3 separate regions of the Mus musculus genome follow, and regions 2 and 3 are each linked to region 1. Evidence: chromatin contacts called from public Hi-C and HiChIP or PLAC-seq data. All regions are on one chromosome and are shown on one strand. Each heading gives the region's core, a stretch centred on a gene start, on an enhancer-like site or on the middle of the called end of the contact. The rest is flanking DNA. Distances are from core to core; before and after follow the strand shown.

What was found. Hi-C and Micro-C count contacts between places; a contact is called where the count stands out from the background. HiChIP or PLAC-seq counts read pairs in DNA pulled down with a chosen protein or histone mark.
Region 2: a contact with region 1 is called in a Hi-C map of embryonic stem cells, with 4 times the contacts expected there. The contact joins the promoter of A730035I17Rik here to the promoter of Bmp3 in region 1. A contact is called at or near these places in 16 of 39 promoter capture datasets (the 3T3-L1 cell line, the SN4741 cell line, cranial neural crest and 8 more), 1 of 15 datasets of contacts at CTCF or cohesin (stem cell-derived epiblast-like cells), 29 of 484 Hi-C or Micro-C datasets (the HL-1 cell line, cardiomyocytes, embryonic fibroblasts and 11 more), 12 of 115 datasets of contacts at active chromatin or transcription factors (astrocytes, differentiating embryonic stem cells, embryonic basal ganglia and 6 more) and 1 of 9 other capture datasets (embryonic stem cells).
Region 3: a contact with region 1 is called in an H3K27ac HiChIP or PLAC-seq map of epiblast stem cells, with 11 times the contacts expected there. The contact joins the enhancer-like site here to the promoter of Bmp3 in region 1. A contact is called at or near these places in 13 of 39 promoter capture datasets (3T3-L1-derived adipocytes, the C10 cell line, the HPC-7 cell line and 8 more), 1 of 484 Hi-C or Micro-C datasets (nephron progenitors), 10 of 115 datasets of contacts at active chromatin or transcription factors (embryonic basal ganglia, embryonic forebrain, embryonic hindbrain and 7 more) and 2 of 9 other capture datasets (adipose tissue and embryonic stem cells).

Annotation. Positions count from the first base shown.
Region 1 is chr5:98,852,406-98,856,659 of GRCm38.p6, reverse strand. It overlaps Bmp3 (bone morphogenetic protein 3), which reads right to left and starts at 2,245. Exons shown (of 3, transcript NM_173404.5): 1 at 1,238-2,245. The coding sequence starts at 1,547. Gm34563 (a long non-coding RNA gene) reads left to right here and starts at 2,153. Exons shown (of 3, transcript XR_389376.3): 1 at 2,153-2,233. RefSeq lists a promoter at 2,158-3,021 and a silencer at 3,359-3,863.
Region 2 is chr5:98,183,892-98,188,145 of GRCm38.p6, reverse strand. A730035I17Rik (RIKEN cDNA A730035I17 gene) reads left to right here and starts at 2,162. Exons shown (of 3, transcript NR_153823.1): 1 at 2,162-3,102; 2 at 3,378-3,428. It overlaps Prdm8 (PR domain containing 8), which reads right to left. Exons shown (of 4, transcript NM_029947.2): 3 at 3,457-3,685; 4 at 698-3,122. The coding sequence ends at 1,504.
Region 3 is chr5:98,308,266-98,312,519 of GRCm38.p6, reverse strand. No RefSeq gene overlaps it. Among named protein-coding and RNA genes, the nearest start is that of Cfap299, 19 kb to the left of the region's middle. Within about 2 kb of position 1,814, at least 11 of the 459 cell types and tissues checked have an H3K27ac peak or open chromatin away from gene starts, as enhancers often do. A contact at or near this core is called in epiblast stem cells, where this site is marked.

The DNA of each region.
Region 1 (4,254 bases), core at 996-3,495:
CTTTTCAGATCCTGACCGTGGATCTACGAAGCAAGTGAAATTTGGCTTAGCTCAGCTTCTAGCTAAAGACTTCTTCTCTGCATTAAAAGCATAACTCACATTTATTGTAAATGGCGTCGTGCCCGTGAGCTCCAGAGTGAATTCACAGTGGCTTTCCTTGGTGGATATCCCCACCTCCCCGCTCCCAGCCCTCACGAGTGAGGTCAGGAGAAAATTCATCTAGTGTTTTGGACAGAATGGAGAGAGCACTAGAGACACAGCCTCCACCCTTGAACATTCCTGACTGTTCTTCAACCCAAGTCTGGAAGGCAGACTTTTCAATCACCTTTCCTTTAATCCTGAAGGTAATGTACACAAACCCTAGTGCATCCTTAAAGCAGATCAACAGTGAGTGTCCAGAGATTTTGCCCTCACCCTGTTATTATAAACTGTTCGCTTCAGCACAGGAGCTGGCAGGGGTGGGGTGGGGTGGCTTTAAGCCATGAATTTCAGCCTCAAGGATCTGTGTTGAAAAAAATAAACCAAAAAAAAAAAAAAAACCGGGAAGATGAGATTTTCATCGCTGATACTAAGAGGTGTTTACTCTCCACCAGAGGAGGTCTCTTCCCAAGCTAACGCTTCCCAGCTTGGATCTCGCAAGACTTATTTGCCAGATGGGTTAGAAATAATCTAAACACTCACGCACCTGGTTTTGTTTGTGTGTTTGCCACTAGGGGACTATCAAGAAGAACGTGTCAGATATAGCAACCCAAAGGTCGCAGGAGTTAAGAGTGAGTTCTGTGTCTGGAGAAGTGCCTGTTGAGTATGCTTTTCTCTCTCTGGGCCCAGGGTTGGCATAACATGGCATTCACTTCGATCTAAACGCTGCCAAAGCCCGTCGGAGGGAATTTATGCCGAGCAGAGCAATTAAATCATCAGCATAAGATCTCCGTAGGGGTGCCTGGAAGAGGGCTTCTGGACCCTGGGTGTCCTCCCTTGGCCTCTTTCCTGCTGCACCTCTAACTAAGCCTTGCCACTGTCCCAGCTTTTCTTCTGCTTTCCCGTCTCAGTTGGGCTCAAACTAGGCTTATCCGGAACGTCCCTGGAAAATTCCGAGAGGGCAGAGGGGACCAGACGGCAGCATATGAGAAAGGTCCCTACAGTGTACCGCCAGGAGACAGCGGAGTGGAGTGGCACGGCGGGAGGGGCTGTCCTCTGCACCCCGGGGTGGGATGGGCTCCCTCTCCCTCCCACTCACCTGCGGCTGCGGCTCTGAAGCTGCGGACCGTGTTACCACCGCGCAGGGGCTGAGGACCCGGGAGCTGCGAGCCCGGTGTCCGGGTAGCCTGGACTCTACTGCTGCCGCTGTACCTGTCATAGAGCCACAGCATATGCTCCGACACCTTGTCGTGCGGCCTCAGGTCCGGACTCGGGCTACCACCTGTCGCGCGGTCGCTTGGCTCAGTCTCACGGAGTCCCGGGAGGTGCAAGTTTGGTCTCTGTCCCTGTGCCAGGTTCAGGCAGAAGTAACCTAGCCATAGACAGAGCAGCCCGCGCGCCCCGGCCATAGCGAAGTCCTGCTGTCGCACCGCTCTACTTCGGGTCGCCCGCGACACCTCGGAGGCGAAAGGGACGGCGGCAGAGCCGGGGTGGTGCTCCAGCTGCGGAGCGGGACACTGAGAGCCGGGCACAGCTGGAGCGAGGCCGCGAGGGTCGGCAGGTGGGCTCTGGGTGGCAGCCGCGCCCGCTCAGCTCCTCTCGCCGGCCAGCCGGAGGGCGGAAGGTCTGGGCGAGCGCAGCCGAGTTGTCAAGCGCGGGCTCTCCCTTCCGTGCCACCTGAGACTGGGAACACCCGGCCGGGCTGCCGCTATGGGGATCTGGATCTGCGCTCCACCAGCCTGGGACGCGTGCCGGGGCGGGGTGTGCGCTGTCGCAGCCAGCTGAGTTCTCAGAGGACGTGTGGTGTGTGTGTGTGTGTGTGTGTGTGTGTGTGTGTGTGTGTGTGTGTGAAGACAGACAGACAGACAGAGAAAGAGGGAGACAGGGAGACAGAGACACAGAGACAGTGACGAACAGAGAGACAGAGATAGAGAGACTGGTTCTGTTCCTTCTTGTCCTGATCTGATCTGTCCGGTCCGCCTGCAGCGAGTTCTCCCTCTAGCCTCTGGCTCGCCTTCCTAAGGCAGCTGGAGCAAGACTACCTCCAGAAGAGAGAAGCCTGGAGCGAAGTAACCAGGGAGCCAGAACCAGAAGGGTAGGGAGAGACTAGGGAGGGCGCACGGGGAGGGGCAGGTGGCGCTGGCGAGGGGAGGATGGAGGAAGAGTAGGAGGGACTTTTTAAAAAATCTGAGCACAAGTGGCTACATTCCTCCTAGCAAAAAGGCAGAGGCAAGTAGCAGTTTCTTTTCCCTTATTTGTTCTTATTTTATTTTTTGTTTTTTGTTCCCTTTGTTTGTTGTAGAGGTTTTGGCTATTTGCAGTTTGCTTTGTATTCCGCTGATTCCATATAAAATCACCACTATACGAACACCACAGTTGGCTCCTTCCCTGGGACACTTGGAAGGGCCCTGTACCCAGACACCTGCGCTGCCCTCCTACAGCTTATTCTTCATAGAGTTTCTTTTCACATACATCCTCATCTTCTTCGGAGGAGATAAACAAAATGAAATTCCACCCCATGTTTTAAAAAGATAAGCTAACTACCACAAGTCCAGCTCGCACTGTCAGACCTCTCTCAATAGGTTTCCTTGAAGACAGCTGATGTGAGAATGAGTCAGGGCCTTTAGGAAGAACCTGGTGTGCAGACTCGAATATAACTAGTTCTGTTGTCCACGCCATGCCAGCACCCTATGGTGTCAGAGAAACATTAAACTGCTAGCCAGCACTGTTTACTGCAAATAACATATCCTAGGTACTTGTCATCCCCTGTGTCCAGACAGGATTTCACTGTGTAGCCAGGGCTGGCCTTGACCTCAGACCCCTGCTGCTTCAGCCTCTCTAGCACGCGGGATCCAGGCCTATATCACAAATCATGGGCCGTAGGCATTGTGCATTGTTTTCAAAGAACCTTCAAACAAATCCCATGTTGCAGACTAAAAGACTGAGAGAAAAGATGATTCCTAGCAGGTGGCAGAACTGGGCTCCAAACCCAGGGAGCCTGACTTGCCTGACTTCTACTCTAGGATCTCTACATACTTAAGAATGGAACGGACATTTAAATTGGCTTAAGCAGACTATGCCCTTGCCATGGCTCCTGGCAGTAGGACTCTCAGTCAATGTCCCTTTTGGGAAACTGTCCCATCTCTGGTGCATTGACATTTTTGAAAAGAAATAGGTTCGCAGGTCACAATGAGCCTTCAACATTTAGTTTCTCCTTTGTTGGGGAATGATAAACCCTCCTAGAGTTTTGTTGGAGTAATACTAGAAACCAGTACTCAGTGAGTGGCACAGGTCTGGTCTTTAGTAGACTCTCAATCCTTTTATCCCAAATTATCCCAAATGTATCCCAAATGCAGACCATGGTCTCCCCCTCTCAGTCACTTCTCAACCCACTGTTCAGCTGTTTGAATTCTGCCCTTAGTCACCCTGGGAACAGCTCTGCAGATAATGCCATAGACTTCAAGAGTGGTCGAGAGGCTCCAATGAGATCATGTGGGTGAGCTTCGCCTGGCATAGAACACATAATAGCTTTTGTGATTAATAATAAAAACCTAATTGCAAAATTCAATAGGCACTGGAAGGCTAACCCTTTGATTTCCCCTGTGAGCCTTTGTGTTCCCTCCCCTCTCTGCTTTTTCTCAGTTGTGTGAAATGTCCTTGCAGCAGCTTCCTGCTCTGCCTCAAAGCAAAGCCAGATGGAGAAGGAAGTCCTCCACTCCTCCTGCACAACGTGGTCACTGTGACCCATCAGTAGATAGTTTCTCACAGCCAGAGCCCTCAGGATGGAAACTCTATCCTCTTTCTCTCGGTATCTCCAAGGAACTGCTTCCCTCATGCCTTTAACTCTGGTTCATATTTCCACTGCACAATTTGTTGCCCTATAATCTATATGGTTCTTTTAATTTGTACCAAGCCACTGCACGGGGACTGGAAATGCTGCATACCTGCATGCCTTCGCTCCTTCCTAACTGAATAAACCTTCACTTCTCTGTGCTTGTATTTTCTCCATTGCTCAAATAACACACACACACACACACACACACACACACACACTTACACAGAAGGCCCAATATTTGGGGGATTGTACATTGGAAACCAGACCCTAGTCTATATAGC
Region 2 (4,254 bases), core at 913-3,412, 670 kb after region 1:
TGTGTGTGTGTGTGTTGGTGGGGGTGAGGTTGCTGCAAAGAAGGCTCATTGGTCATTTGGTTTTTAGTGTAGAGGCTTCAGTGTACACCAGACACAAACATGATGTTCTCTAAGAACTGAAGTCAGAAGCCAAGATGACAGCGACTTTTCATAAAGAACCAGTTGGTTCCTCGGTATCTTTGTCTCAGGATCACTCCCAGATAGACATGTGTGGACACGGAGGCCTTTGATATACCATCAGCAAACCTCGGTCTTTCAAATTGTATTACTTGATAGATTCTCTATGTGTCCTTAATGGATGATAGGAAGCTTGAAGTTCTAGAATGTAGGACATCCCTTGGGGGAAGTATCACTACTAGATCCTAAAGTGGGCTTAAAAAATGCAGATTGGTCACTTATGTGGAGAGTAATTCTTTTCCTTCTGGAAGAGACACCTACAAAGTTCTGACAGGGAACCTGTATGGCAATTACTGCACCTAAGTGATTTGTCCTTGATCCTTAAACCCAACACCTTTCAGATAGAGAATCTTCAAGTGACAATCAACACCCTTAGGCTCAAAACTGGCTTGTAGTTAATACCTGCAGAGGAAGCTGTGGTCTCCTTGCTTCTTTTCAAGGAGTCAACGAAAAGGCATCAACTATCCAAAGTATTATACTGACCTAAAAATATTTTTTGTAAACTTTCCAAATATTTGCTTTGAGGAAAATAGTTATTTATTGTCAAAGCATCCAACATACCTGGATAAACTATACCGTTTAATAAATCTCTTAGGGATAGAAGAAACACATAACTATTCAGACTCCATGTCACTGGCACAAAATTACACTTTGTATTAAAAGGGAATACATATTTACATCATTGATGACATTCTTCACTGAAGTCCATAATCATTTCATGATACATGCACTTCCCCCTGGAAACTTAAACCGAATGGCGCCCCCCTTTTTATCCATTTTGTTTATTTTTGTAAGAACACAGCTGTCATCAGGAAATGCAGAACGCATCTCCTCTTCCTCCATTACTTTATATCTAAAATAAACTTTGTCCTTACATATAATTATTACATCTAAACCATAAGTGCTTAATAATTTAAGTAGAAACGTATGACAAATGCATCAATATGTTGCAATATATGACATTTTTTTAAAAATGTACTTTTGTTTTTGGGAAAGTGAAAATTCGTGCATTCAAAAGAAAACCCCGCTCAAACAACCCACCCAATCCAAAATCCACCATCCTGTGCATCGTGTGCGTGCGTCCGTGTGTGCGTTCGTGCGTGCGTGTGTGTGTGTGTGTGTGTGTGTGTGTGTGTGTGTGTGTGTGAAATTAAACATTTGGATGATGAGGCTCCTGGCGAGGGGAGGGACCTGTGTGTGCACGTGTTTGGTTGCAGTGTTTGGGGGCATAAGGTAGTGGTGGATGTCATCCTCGCGTGTCTGCTCCTGCAGGTGGCTTGACTGTGCGTGCACACGCGTGGAAAGCCGGAGTCTTTTACGCAACAATTAATTATGCGAGGTCATGTGCCGGGACAGGTGGTGACGCTCCCTGAAGGACTCGTTGCAAATGGGGCACTTGAGTTTCTCCTCCCGCCGCCGCTTCACCAGGGGCTCCATGGCATACTCCTTTTTGTGGTGAGACCGCATATGGTACACCAGGTCGGAGGTCATGCGGAAGGAGGCGTTGCATTTGGCGCACCAGTTCTGCGCGGGCAGACACAGCGAAGTGAAGGAGGGCGGCAGCAGGGTGAGCGCGGAGGGCAGTTGCAGCTGCAGGGGCCCGGCGGCGGCCGCCGCCGCCGCTGCCGCCGCAGCCGAGCTCTTGGGCCAGAAGGCGGTGGCGTAGAGGAAGGGGCTCTGCTTGGGCAAGCCACCGCCACCGCCGCTCGCCAGGGGCCCGCAGGCTCCGTTCAGGTCCGCTGCCCCCTGCAGCTTCACAGCCAGCGGATCGGCGGCGGCCGGGTAGAGTCTGGTGGGACCCACGCCGTCTCCCGGGTGACACGGCTCGAGAGCGCCCAGCTTCTGGCCGAGGACCAACGGGGACAGCTGCGAGAAGGAGCGCGCGGGCTGCGAGAAGGCGCTCTTCCGCTCGTCCGATGCGGCCGTTTGGCCGCCCCCCGAGCCCCCCGCAGTCCCCGCGGTCCCCGCGCCGCCACCGCCGCCCAGCTGCGACACCGAGGTGAAGGCGCTGCCGCGCGCGGGGCTCCCGCCCTCCAGCCGTCCGGGCAGAGAGCCTCCGGGACGCGGAGCCAGCAACTTCTCGGGGGCCCCAGGCGACCCCGCCGCGGGGGTGGACGAGCCGTTGCTGCCGCCGCCGGCGACACCGCCTCCCGCGTCGGGGTCCTCGGCCGTGCCCCCTGCGCCGTCTGTCGCCGCCGCCTCCTCCTGCAAGCCCACCGCGCGGCCCGCCTTCTTCACCTCCACGAAGGCGCTGCGCTTCGCCTCGCCAGTCTCCGGGCTGGGCGGCGCGAAGAGCCGGCCGTTCTCCTCCAGGCCGAAGTAGCTGCCGGCGGCGCGGTACTGCTGCGGCGTGCACACCAACTCCTCCTTGGAGGTCGCCAGCGGCCTCTCGGAGAAGCGCGCACGGCCGCCCGCCAGCCCCGCGCCGCCGCCCTCCGCCGCCGCCTCCTCTGGGAACCGCCTCTTGCCTTTGCAGCCGCCGGTGGCGACGCCGTCGGGACTCAGCTCCGCCTCCTGGTGGCCGCTGCCGCCACTGCCGACGCCCGGGGCCGCTACGCAACTGCTGCTTCCCCGGGAGTTTTCCAGTTCCCGAGCCAAGTTGTGGAAGTCCGTGGACGGCTTGGCGCTGCCGGCACCCGCGGAGCCCGGCGGGTTGCTCGCCTCCGGGGATGACGCGGGGTAGTGGTGTATGGGGCCGGCTTTGCAGAACTTGGGGCCCGGGATCAACGGCGCCTCCTGTTGCTGCTGCTGTTGCTGCTGCTGTTGCTCTTTACCACCGCCGCCGCCGCCGTGGTCCTTAGTGCCCAAGCCGCCCCCTTGCTCGTCTTGGGGATTCGCATCAGTGCTGTGAAGTCTCTTGGGGCAGCGGAATCGCAGATGTGCCACATAGGGGAACTCAAACTGGAAACGTTGGCTGCATTCCAGGCATGTGTAAGGAGACGACCCTGCTTAGTGAGCAAACACACACACACACACACACACACACACACACACACACACACACACACACACCCCACATGGTTAGTTAGCATCGCCCCTAGGCCACTTAGCCATCCTCCCCATAACAAATCCACTTTATCTTTCTGGGCTGAGTGCCCAAAAAAATGAATACACTATCCTATTTGGTGCAACTTACTTTCTTGATTTGTGCATTTACTAAGTCAAACGCTCCCCAACTTTTCCTTCCCCTTCTGTCCTAGTTCCATTCGGGACAACACCTCAGAAGCTTCGTCCACCCTATGATGTGCAAGGTGAGCCCAGGCACCCGAGCCAACCTACCGTTCATTTTGTGAGCTCTAGACGGGCAGAGCAAGAGCAATTCAGTCAGTTCTTTCCCGTACCAAACTAGTAACTCTTCATCTTTGGCAATCCTGCGGAGAGAGCGGTAGAACAGCTGTCCATTTTTTATATAAGCTTCGAGATTCTGTTCTTCCTTATCTCGGGCTGATTGGACCAGCCGCAGCCACATGAGACCTTCTGAGGAACCATTTGCCGCCGAAGTGTCTACCTACAGTATTTAAGAAAGACAAGAAGAGAGGGATCCACGTGAAAGACGGCAACCAGAGAAACCAGAGATATTTCATCTGTCTGGCTTTTGTTCTTTCCAAACAATTATCTGAAACCAAGTTTGCAAAAGTTGACCAAAGTCGAACTGCATCCCTGCATTTGTGGTCAATGGGCACAGTGGCCATCCTTTGCAATATTGGGTCAGTCTTACAGAGTAGCCTCTTTAGAATCTCCCTTTCAGTTACCTCACATGACAAAAGGAGAGGAAATTTCCCGTGTTTCAGAAGTAAAAGGCAAGTTCGGGTCTTAGTAATTATTCTATGGCACTCACGCCCATCTTCCTAACTGACATGAAGGACTAACAGCTTTACTTCATGATGAAAGACTAGGAACTCTGGGGTGGGGAAACTGGGAGTAACATTTAGCATGTAAATAAATAAAATAATTAATAAAAAAAGAACTACTAGGAAGAAAGAGGCCTGTTACAAACACAAACGTGGATTATAGATGCTTTGCTGCCAAAACAATTAACGTTTTAATTTAAATACAAACTCTGAACACTAGCTAATG
Region 3 (4,254 bases), core at 565-3,064, 540 kb after region 1:
TGGGAGGCTATGGTTTTGAAGGAGCAGCTGAGAGCTCTCATCAAACACAACAACAACACAGAAAAAACTAACTGGGAATGGAGTATTTTCAGACTTCAAAGGCCACACCCAAAGACACACCTTCGCCTAACCCATTCTAAATAGTTCTACCAACTGGGGACCAGGTATTCAAAAGGATGCCTTCACCTCATTTTTAAGGCAGGGCTTCTCACTGACCCCGGAGTTTACTTATCATTTAGGCTGGCTGTCCAGCCATCCCTAAGGAACCTCCTGCCTCTGCCTCCCAAATGGTCTAATTATAGACAGACACCACCACGCTGTGCTTGTTTTGCAGATTTGGGGATCAGACTCAGATCCTCCTGCTGTGCTGGCACATACTTTACAGGCGGAGCCATCTCCCTAGGCACTAGGCTAATATGATTGTTATGTATGTCTTTGGTCACTAAGTGAAAGAAGCATTTAAGACAATTACTAAGTATTTAAGTGACTTATACAACCCTAAGTCAATATTTAATAGCTACATGGTTTGGGTTTAGATTTTTAGAAAATCAAGTCTTAACTCTAGTTCTTTTATTTGTTTGTTTGTTTGTTTGTTTAGGACCCATAACCAAACTGTAACCTTTTACTTTCTTTGCTGATGGTCTTTACAGTAATTTATAAGTCCCTTCAAGTCATGGTTATAAAACTGAAGGAAACAGAAAGAAGCAAAATGCATAACACAGAGGGTCTGTTTCCTCTTTTCCCTTCATTTCCTTTATGTTGCATTGTTCTTTAGACTGCAAGGTCTGTACCCACCACAGGAAATGATGGTCAGCTTTCTGTCACACTGTCCAGGATGATAGTCCAGGACCAACCTGTTACTTTTGTATTTCCATATAAAACTGAGAATTGCTCTTTCATATCTTTGAAGAATTGCGTTGGGATTTTGATAGGGATTGCCTTGAATCTGTAGATTGGTTTTGGTAGGATGGCCATTTTTACTATGTTATTCTACCAATCCATGAGCATGGAATATCATTCCATTTTCTGAGGTCTTCTTCAATTTCCTTCTTAAGAAATTTGAAGTTTGCCGGGCAGTGGTGGTGCATGCCTTTAATTCTAGCACTTGGGAAGCAGAGGCAGGCAGATTTCTGAGTTCAAGGCCATCCTGGCCTACAAAGTGAGTTCCTGAAGAGCCAGGGCTATTCAGAGAAACTCTGCCTCGAAAAACCAAAAAGAAAAAAGAAAAGAAAAAAACAAAAAAAAAGAAACTCGAAGTTCTTGTCATACAGATCTTTCATCTGTTTGGTTAGAGTTGCTCCAAGGCATTTTATATTACTTGTGACTATTGTGAAGTGTGTTGTTTTCCTACTTCCTTTCTCAACCCATTTAGCATATGTATAAAAGGAAGGCTACCGATTTGTTTGAGTTAACTTTATATCCAACTACTTTGCTGTAGTTGTTTATCGGCTGTAGAAGTTCTCTGGTAGAATTTGGGGTGGGGAGGAGGGAGGTTCGCTTATGTATACTATCATATCATCGGCAAATAGTGATACCTTGACTTCTCCTTTGCCAATTTGTATCCCCTTGTTCTCCTTGTGTTGTCTTATTGCTCTAGCTAGAACTTCAAGTACTATATACTTTCGAAGTCTGCCTTTGTCACAGGGCTTCTCTGACACCATTTCAGCTACAACCTTTCCCGTTGCTTCTTCTTTGGATGGATGTCTTTTACCATAAGCCTGGCTGCTTTCTCTCTAAGGAAGGCACTTATCCCAACTTCCTGTGGGTGGTGCTACTGCCTGAGTCTCCCCAGCCAGAACACAGCATCCGGGCTCTTCTCCTTTGCCCCAGGCGCTCCAAAGGATCAGCTTTTCCCACAGGTGCAAGCCATACTATGGGATGGTTTGAAGGGCACCAAGCCTGCCAGCCAAAAGCTCACCTGGCAGTCTACCCGGAATTCCAGCCAAGGATCATTAGGGTTGCTCCTTAAAATAACTTTGTTGTTTTGCATCTGAACTCTCCAAGCCCCTATTCCCTCCCACCTATTCCCACTGAAATCACTGTTGTCTTACATGATTACTGAAAACTTGGGTTTCTTAAGATTTCAACAGCTTTGTGATAGCGAAGCCATACTCCTGAGCAAACCTTCTGTGTTGCTTCTAATCTGTTTATCTCCCTTTTGTTAGACTTTAACAAATAGGAAGGGAAAAAAGGGTGTACTTTTAAAAGTTGGCTTGCTCAGTAGGGGGAAAGGAAAGGACCTGGAGTGCTCTGTGGGGAAGGTGACAGACACTGTAACTGTAATCAGGAGAGAGATTCCAGCAGAGTGGGCAGGATAAAGACCACCTGGAGATGAACCTCACAAAAGCCTGAATTCCTGTCCAATCAGGGAGGCTGTCTTTTTGTTAATTACATTTCCAACAAGTTTGTATTGAAATACGACAATGACTCTTACTGTCTAGAAGGAAGAATATTTAAATTAGAAATGTATCATGAAAAATATGGTTAATTAATTCTTTATTCTACTTACACCAACACAGACCTTCTTGGAAGAAGGAAATGGCATTCTTGTTGCTTTGGATCAGGTGGAGGGAAGGAGGTTCTAGGAGCAGGATCAGAGGCCAGGTGACTCACCCTATGGAGTGATTAGAAGCAACCCGGCGAAGCCTGAGAATATGATGTGATGTTTTAGATTATTGGCATTGAACTCTAATAAGATTAAAGGATGCATAAAGGCGGGGTGGAAGGATCCAGGGTTGATTATAACTAACTTAAAACATTTGCTGTCGATTTGACCTACAAATTGATCTTATATAGCTTTGTGCCTTCAAAATTTGGGGATGGGGATCAATCACAGAAATATAGATGATATAATGAAGAGTTAATACAGACTCCCAGGACAGTTTCTCTATTGGCACAACCTAGAGAACACTCCTCTATCCTCTCATCTACAGATCAGATACCTGCCCTTCCCCTGACCTTCTGACCATCCCTCAGCCAGGTTTCATGCACCTTCAGTGGGATGAGGCTCACAGAGTCCTTGTTGACAGGGATTTCTGGGGCTCAGGAGAATGTAGACTGAGGTAGGTGTGGCCTTTGAGCCACCTACATTCTCAATGGGTATAGAGGAGGAAAGAAATAGGAACTATTTCTAGACTTCATTTCCCAACATAAAGAAGTGCATGGGCTCTGAACAAGGCTGCAGCAGTTACAAAGGTTGTTGAAGAGGACTTTATAGAATGGCTCACATATCAAATAATATTTCTGGGACGGCAGTCAAGAGCATTTGCCACGGGCTGGTGAGATGGCTCAGTGGGTAAGAGCACCCGACTGCTCTTCCGAAGGTCTGAAGTTCAAATCCCAGCAACCACATGGTGGCTCAAAACCACCCGTAATGAGATCTGACTCCCTCTTCCGGAGTGTCTGAAGACAGCTACAGTGTACTTATATATAATAAATAAATAAATAAATCTTAAAAAAAAAAAAAGAATTAAAAGAGCATTTGCCACTGACTGTTGGGCAGCCTCAGAAACCGTGTGTATCTGGCCATTGCTTTTTTTTTTTTTTTTCCTGCAAAAGGGAATAAATAGAATAATCCATAGAATCAAATAATTTTTTTCTTTTTCTTTTTTCTTTTTTTTTTGTTTTGTTTTGTTTTTTCGAGACAGGGTGTCTCTGTGTAGCCCTGGCTGTCCTGGCACTCACTTTGTAGACCAGGCTGGCCTCAAACTCAGAAATCCGTCTGCCTCTGCCTCCCAAGTGCTAGGATTAAAGGCGTGCGCCACCACCACCGGCCACTTTTTTTTTCCAATATAAAAATAATCCCCCATTATTCAAACTAGAAGGAATTTTCAAGCATTGTGGAATTACAACAGTATATCATACATTGTCTAATACTCTATGTCCACTGATTACCTTGTTATCATGGGGGCTGGAAAGATGGCTCAGCAGTTAGGAGCACTGAGTTTAATTTCCAACAACCACATGGTGGCTCACAACCAATTCTCTCCTCTGGTGTGTCTGAAGACAGCTACAGTGCACTCACATACATAAATCTAAAAAAAAAACAAAAACAAACAAACAAAAAACTTGCTATCATGCTGCAGACACACATGCACATACACATGAAGACAAGCAAACACACATATATACATGAAGATGTGCGTGCATTCACACAAACATGCACAGTTTACTTAAAGCCATATTCAAGCTGTGTCAAGTGGGATAGGCCAGTAATCACAGCTACTTGGGAAGATGAGGCAAAAGAATGGCAAA